Regions from separate parts of the Mus musculus genome. Here region 1 is linked to region 2. A link is a contact called in public Hi-C data. All regions are on one chromosome and are shown on one strand. The core of a region is the stretch at or near the end of the contact, and the rest is flanking DNA. Distances in the headings are between cores, read along the strand shown.

Region 1 (3,801 bases), core at 855-3,354, 69 kb before region 2:
CAGATCTCAACCTTCCCTATCCCCTCTTTGGCCTCAGAGTTCTCATGCTGCCTCAGTGGCCTAGGTGGGTCCTGGGCCCTGGGATCCTCTCTGCATGAAGGTGAGGCTGAAGCCAGCTTTTTGCTATCTGCTGTACATCACAGCTGGAGATCTCGGTTAAATCTTGCTGGCTCAGGGACCTAGGCATGACCTCTAGGGCTAGCAGGACTATGTACCTCTGTCATCTGTGTGTGTGTGTGTGTGTGTGTGTGTGTGTGTGTGTGTGTGTGTGTGTGTGTGTGTGTGTATGTGTGTGGTTTCAATATCATCCAAAGCTTCTTTCAAGCTCCTTTTGTTCACATACAACATTGAACCTACAGCGCCGGGACCCAAACTTTCTGCCCATGATGCGTGGACACTCCACAAACAAATTTCAGGATGCAGAACCCTGACTGCCAGCTCCCAGTGCATCATGGGAGCAGGTGGATGGTCTGCTATGGCTTGAAAGTGTCCATCCCTCCCACTTTCAAGTAGAAGCCTTCTCTTTTATAGTATTGTTGGGATGCAGGCTAAACCAACTCAGGCTTTATGTCTCGCCATCATGATGGCCACTTTGAGAAGGGCCTCACCTTCCTTTTATTTCCCAGCCTACAGAGCATGAGATGCCTGTGTGAGTCACCTATGTGTCCTGCAACAGCAGCAATGACTGTATGCTACTTCCTGGGAAGATCCAAGATGTCTGCCCTCCCACAATGCTTTGCTTCCTAGGAATGAAGAGTCCCAAGCCCTGGCCCACATGGAAGCAGCTGGGATCTACATTTTGAATAGAACATATAGAATCTGTAGGTACATCAGGGTGAGAGAAATTTTAAGGCAACTTAAGTTCAGTGAAAACAGCCCTGAAGTTAGGCGTGTTCACACCAGTAATGGGTTATTGTAGAGCAGAGAACAAATCCCCTCTAGTTGAGGGGACAGGAGAGAAATGCATAAGCATGGACATCAAGTGTCTCTCTTTCCCAGAGAGAGGTACTTTATGATGCCTCAGACAGATCAGGAAGTTCAGTGGTCAGAGACAGGCCAAGGGGAAGAAGGCAGTTCTATCGCCAGACAGAGCCTTGAGCCTGAGTTTGGGGGGCAGGGACAGGTATATCCTGTGTGAATGCGGTGGAGGGGCAGCAGTATGCAGCACACTTTTGTGGTTGAAATACAAATACCTTGTCACCCCCTAGCACACAGAGAGGGGGTAACATAAGACAATTTTGATCCTGTAAAGGTCAAGGAGGAAGCCTGTGTAATGTGAAAAGAAGGCTGGAGCAGGATGAGGTGCTGAGGCTGAGTGAGAGGCTCAGTGGGAGCCTGGCAGGACTGAATGTGGGTCCTGGTCGGTTCATGTGGACCACACTGGAGTTGGTGGAGCACAGTGAAGGGAGCATGTGAGCATCATGGAGGGAGTCAGAGAGTGGCCTGAGAGGCCTCAGAGCAGGGCATTCATGAAGTTTATGGAGCTCTGTGCACAGGCTTTAAGCACCAGGTAGACGGATTCTAGCTGTACCAGAAGGAAGAGTCCTTACCTGGGACAGTTTGGAGAATGGATAAAATGTGGTTCCTAAAGTGTCACGGCGATGAGCAAAACCTGAAGCCTGGGACCTGGCTGTGGAAGACCAGAGGATGAGGTGCAGGTGCCACGGGCAGTGGTCGAGGCCTGGTGGAAAGGAGTTAGGCTTCCAGAGACCGAATACAGAAGCAGGGGAGAAAGTTGGGAATGGCCCAGGCTGCAGGTTTTGGGTGGTCTGTGAATCTCCACCAGGGTACAGCACAGAGGCCTTGGGGAGCAGTGGGTACAGCCTGGGAGATCTGAAGAGAAAACAGAGCTCTGGGCAAAGATGGAGCACTTACCAGGGAGAGGCCAAAACCACCCAGGGATTGGCACAGGGCGGAAAGGACATGAACAGACTCTGGGGGTTGGTGTCATCAATGGGGTAGGGTAACCTGCTAAGAGTGGTACCAGGGAGGCCAGGAAGCTGGGCCTTCCTCACCCAATCCCCTGAAAGATCACCTAGGAGTGAGTCAATGCGTCTCCCGCAAGCGACCTTGAATACTCCCTTTCTCTGCGCCGTGGCAAGCCAGCCTCCTCTCAGTTCTCACAGTGTCCTACTTTCCAGAGGTGTGGGCTTGGAGAGAACACCTGCAGAATCTGGAATGAATCAATGAATTAATATGCATGCTGCCTCTGGCCAGCAGCTGGGAGTCCCTCCCCAGCCAGAGAAGCTGGCCTCTGCTTAGGCTGTGCAGTCTCCAGTGTAGCCAGTCCAGCTGGCTGAAACGAGCCAAGCAGTCAAGCCTGCAGCCGACTATGCACACCAGTGCCAGGGCAGGCCATGAGTGGCACACCTCTAGGACTTCGGATGCACAGGACATTCCCAGTCCCACCTCCTGCTTTTTCTCTACAGCACCAGGAATATACACATGTGTGCATAGATGCACAAGCGATTCACGTGTGCAAAAGTACACGTACCATGCATACACCCAAATGTATAAAACCACATAAGGGCACATATGTGCATACATGTGTCCATGTGTTTACATAAACATACTCCACAGTCCATTGACTCCCTCAGGGATAAAGTGTCCCTCTCCCCCTTACCTCCTTTGCAACTTAGAAAACCTTCTGGCCTCATGCCTCCCCAGTGAGCACTCTCTGCACACAGGGACTTCCCAGCCCTGTCCTGCCTGCCATGGGCCGCTCTCCTGCCATCTGGTCACAGAGTCTGATAAGCATGGGCAAGCAGCCAATTTGGCCCCAGCTCTGCTTGTAGGCTGGACTGGCAGATAAATTGGTTGTGGAGGGGAGCAAGGAGGGGGAGTAGGGGGGTCTATGGGGGGGCGTGTGGGCAGAGGAAGGATTTTAGATTCTCTCTCTGCTAAGCCATGCACCAGCTTTCCAAGCTCATTGCAGTGCCGTGAAGCTGACAGAGTGCCAGCCGGGAGCAGGCAGATGGTGCTGGGCGGGTGTGGGCCAAGTGGGAATGGGCAAGGACCTTGTCAGAATAGACATAGGGCAGCAGCCCCATCCTACCCTACCCTAACCTTGCCCCCACCCCTGCCCCCACCCCTACCCCCACCTCCACTCCCACCCCCAAGAAAGCTGTGGTCTGCTAACCTCACTACCTATACAGGATGCTCCAATTCATTCTGGTTTATGCCTGTCCTGAGAGGCACTGACCTAAGAACTTGGAGTTGCTCAAGAAAAGACTTGGTTATGGCCTGATGTCAGCTCTTGCACAGAGCAGTTATGACACTGGTGTGACCTTTGAGATCTCTAGAGATAAACCTTGAAAACCACAAGATTTAGACATTAATACACACACATTTCTGGGCCCAGGCTGCAGGGGTGTCTTCTGGGAAGAGGAATGAGGGCTCTGTGACAGGGGTTACTTAAGTCAGAGTCTAGTAAAAAGTACCTGCTTCTCACACCGCAGACTGAGTCCCATCATTCCCTGTTGATCGTATAAGCATTTTCTTGAAGTCCCACAATGAGTCAACCCCTGTAAGACAGGCAACAGACCTACATGGAGCCACCTGACAGTGGCCAGCTAGAACCCCCACATACAGAACAAGACCCAAAGAATAAGTGAGAAGATGGCTGTGCCCACTGTGAACAGGTTCTCCTGATTTCCGTCTCCCCTGAGTTTGCTGCTTGGTGCAGAGCAGCTGTGAACTGTGGGACTTGCTGGAGGCTGGGGTGGAGTGTGATGAGGGACAGGTTCCGGGGTACTCCCATAGACAGGTCCACTCAGGCCTTCCTGTACTGTCTGTGGTATG
Region 2 (4,119 bases), core at 753-3,252:
ACACAAGGCTCCTACACAGTGCTCTTTGCCACTGCAGTACAGCACTCCTGCCTGAAAGACCATGTAAATGCAGAGACCAGGAGATGGAAGGTGAGGGGTGAGGAGGAGTGCCCAGCTCTGCAGGTCACTGTTCATCAATACCACTGCCTTACGTGTACTTGAATTTCCAAGAAGGGAAAATCCTTGATTCAGAAGTCTGCGTCTATAAAGGTTTGTACTCAGTAAGCAATGGCACTGTGAATGCTGGCTCAAGCAATCTGTGTTCTCAGGCTGGCCCAGCCCTGCCTCTGCTCAGCACTAAAGAAATAGTGGAGGCACAAGTAGTGTGTCTTCTTGTGACATAATGCTAATGACTGCCATTCATCAAGCTCTTATTATGTGCCAGGCAGGTAGTTTATACTTAATCCTGAGACCATCTGATGGAGCAAATATAATCCCGACTTTAGAGATGGGGGAATGATTCCATGAATATTCGACAGGTTAGATGAAGTCCCAAAAAGTGAAAGTGATGGACTCTCAACCTGTTATGGAGGAAGACCTCCACGGTTGCTTTCCGGCCTCTGGTCCAAGTTTAGTCTTTGATAGATAACACAATAAACATTGAGAGAATGACCAAGACTGTGCTCTGCCATTACAGAAACACAGCTTCCACTAAGCAGACCACAAGGCTCCATCCACCAACACCCAACAGCAGATGCTACAATCCCTTACTAGAGAAACCTCAGCCCATCAGCAGTCCACAGCAAAGATGAGCCTCCTTACCTGAATGGTATCCCAGACTACATATCTTTCATGCAGAGTCTCAAAGGGAAATCTGCTATGCCCAGGAACCCATCTCCATGCCACACAATCTTTAAACTCCCTCTGAGGAGTAAGCCTTGCTGGTCAAGTGGTGATCCCAGCCCTGCTTGACAAACTGCTCCACTTGCTCATGAACTTTGGGCATTCTGAAGGCATGGGCCTTGTCTATTTCTCTGGGTTGCCTGGATGCTTATGTGTTCCTGTGCCTCTGGGAGAAGGCTTACCACTTTCCTAAAGGGTTATCTGGTCTCCCAGGAGGAGGGACACATTCCCCACTTCACAGCTACCCGAAGACTCAAGCTCACTGAGGGACACTCAGGTTGAGTTTGTCTTTAGAGTCAGGGATGCAGTACATGTGAGTTGTGTATTTGCTGACCTCTAGGAAAACAGTCAGTGGCTTGCAGACCAGAGCAAAATCCACTCATCACAGTGGATTTATTTCAGTGACTCCTGAACGTATTTCCAGCAGACACTGACGTCTACCCTTGACTTGGGTCTAACAGGAAGCAGGTAGAGCAGGAATGACTAAGCCTCAATGTGTGGAGGTGGGAGTGGGGGTGGTACATGTTCAAGGTCAAAGAGTAGCACTTTGCTCTCAGCAGAACTTAAAAATTAGCAATTTAGAGGCAAACAACACTAATTTAAGGTTCTAGAAAATGGACTAAAGAGATGGCTCAGCAGTTAATAACTCTGGATATTCTTCCAGAGAACCAGGGTTCAAGTCTCAGCACCTACATGGCAGCTCACAATCATCTCTATCTCCAGTCCTAGGGATCAAACACCTTCTGGCCTCCAAGGGCTTTGCATCCATGTGGTACACAGACATACATGCAGGCAAAACACACTTAAGAAAAATTTTAAGGCTGCAAAAAAAAAATGTAAATACAAATTATGGAATTACGTGCAGGTCACTATGAGCCAGAACAATGTGTGGTGTGAGGTAATGCTGACAAAGCTGAAGGGTCGCCCAGCCATGAGAGCCTAGTGGGATGGCCCCACCATTCATCAGGAGGAGTTTGTGCTCACGTTCCTGATACAAGACATGCAGTTTCTTGCTGCTGCTATGGCTGTGACCATTCACCCAGCCCTACCTCCAAGGTGCAGGCAGTAGCTCAGACAGGGCACCCATCCCCCTAGCCCACAGCCCTCTAAAGAAAGAAGCAGAGCCACGGTTGGCTTCCCACCTTGGTTCTCAGCTCTCTGCTGCCTCCTTCCTGTCTTCACAGGTATGATCTTACATCTGCTTCTGCGCTCCACATAGCTGTCCATACCTAGCGTCAGGACTGCACACCTCCCCTTAGAGTTCATCCTCAGAGGAGAAAACGCACAGCAAATGTACACAAGCTAAAATCCAGGTTCAGCTTCACCTTTTCTTCCCATTTTTCTTCACCTGCGGTAATCTTACCACCACCACATTCCTGTTATACTTGGACAGGAAGGCAATCAGGGAGCCGTGCTTTTAACGTGTATTTAGATAATCAAGTCATTTGTCTTTACTCTTTCCCTTCGGTAATTTCAAACATGCAGTTTAATATATCAGGATAGTGCGTGCTATTGTTTTGTCTAGAAAGCTGTTGCTGCAGATGATTAAGAAAGAAGTCTAAATGAGACTCATGGGCCAAAACATACACAGTCAAAAGAGTGATAAGCAGAGCCCCATGCCTTGGAGACCATCGCAGCCAGCAAGGGAAGGCAAGAGAGGACAGTAGTCATGGAGGGCTTTAGAAGAACGCACAGCTTGGACAAGTCCGGTGGCCTGAGGGCAGGTGGGCACAAGGGGACCTCTGGAGAGGCACTGAATTCCCATGGCCACCAGTGGCGAGAGGGAGCAGGGACTAAGCAGTAGCGTGAGAGAACGAGGCTGTGGGGAAATGAGAACGAGGCTGAGAAGTAGGGCCTGAGCAGCTGTGAGACAATTTCAGGTAAAACATAGATAGCAACTCAGGAATGAAGGAACAATCAGTACTCGTTTTAGCTGCAGGATGGGTGAGGGTTCCCAACAGATAAGCCCACAGAGTAATGACAAGCTTTCTGTGACCCAGCCGTAGCCAGCAAACACACACCCCGTGGGATATCATACAAGCCCGACTCTGCACTAAGGGTGTGACAGTGGACAGGTATCTCTCCTCCTAGAGTCTAAGCTACTCTTGAAACTCACTCCTACTAAGATGCTATTGTGGGACTGTGAAAGGCAGCCTGTTTTCTGGTTGAGCTAGGTTTAAACCCTGGAGACCCAGCAGATAACTCGGCAAGGGACCATAGGCGTTTGCCACACTCTTAGACACCAGGCTCCTGACATGAGCCCTCAGCTCTCCATAATTCTGTGGCCATCAGTCACTTAGGGCAATGCCCCAAACCCCTCCACAGGTAGAGGATGTGACTACAGATCACATAGACTCAAGACAGATCTCCACTTTAATGAGATACCTAAAGGCCTGAAGGGCTTAGCCAATTAAGCTCTCCTTCCCAGATACTCCTCCATGCAAAAGGTATTTAACCTCAGGCCCATCCTGAGAAAGTGGGGTACAGTTTCACTCATCACAACTCTCCACCATGACAATAAATGCTTTAAATCCATAGACTGCCTCTTCTCATTGGAATCTATGCTGGAGCAACGGAGCGGATCTTCCTCTAAAGAGTCAAGTCTAATCTCCTGAAGGAGGCTTCCCTGCACTCTCTGCTGCAATCTCTACCAAGCCAAGCCACCTGCTGAACAAGCCTAGGACTCTGTCATTTCCTTAGGACCCAGTTGGAGCTCTCTCCTCACCCTCTTTTCCCTTCCACCCCAGGCTAGAGCCTGCCCACAGGCCCCCACTCCTTTCTCAGCTCTTCTGCAGCATCCAGCCGCATCTGGGGTGCCCAAAAGCTAGAACCTGCCACCCTGACCTCTGTGCAGCCCAGGGACCCATGAACTTCAGCAGGTCCTCGGGGACCTCGCACTGTACTTCCCCAACCCCGGAGCAGGGTCCTCTGTTTTCTCACAGTCCAATGCCCACCCAGGGACAGCATGGGGTGTGCGCAGTCAAACATCTGGCATCCTGCCTTGCCCAGCTGCCCGAGCCCTGGGCCGGATGTGGGTCACCATTTTAATCTATAGCCATTTATCCCATACTCTGTTCTGTATGGTTTTATACCCAGACAAGACACATGGTTCCATATGAGTCTGAAAGGAGCCCTTTCTCAGGGGAGGATTGGGGCAGCCATATTGCCTGTGTGCTTGACATGGATACTTCATGCCTCCTGGCCTTTCTTCCACCCTCACTTGCAGACAGCACCCCAATTCCTATACTTGACTAAGGTGTGAGGGCCACGTATCTA

What was found. A called contact is a pair of places that touch in the nucleus more often than the background predicts.
Region 1: a Hi-C map of Sertoli cells shows a contact between it and region 2, with 2.4 times the contacts expected there. The contact joins two enhancer-like sites. A contact is called at or near these places in 33 of 484 Hi-C or Micro-C datasets (the AML12 cell line, DN3 thymocytes, the N1E-115 cell line and 13 more) and 2 of 115 datasets of contacts at active chromatin or transcription factors (a beta-TC-6 cell line and kidney).

What each region holds. Positions count from the first base shown.
Region 1 is chr12:29,136,089-29,139,889 of GRCm38.p6, reverse strand. No RefSeq gene overlaps it. Among named protein-coding and RNA genes, the nearest start is that of Gm31333, 3.9 kb to the left of the region's middle. Within about 2 kb of position 2,104, at least 70 of the 459 cell types and tissues checked have an H3K27ac peak or open chromatin away from gene starts, as enhancers often do. A contact at or near this core is called in Sertoli cells, where this site is marked.
Region 2 is chr12:29,066,229-29,070,347 of GRCm38.p6, reverse strand. No RefSeq gene overlaps it. Among named protein-coding and RNA genes, the nearest start is that of Gm31333, 74 kb to the left of the region's middle. Within about 2 kb of position 2,002, at least 25 of the 459 cell types and tissues checked have an H3K27ac peak or open chromatin away from gene starts, as enhancers often do. A contact at or near this core is called in Sertoli cells, where this site is marked.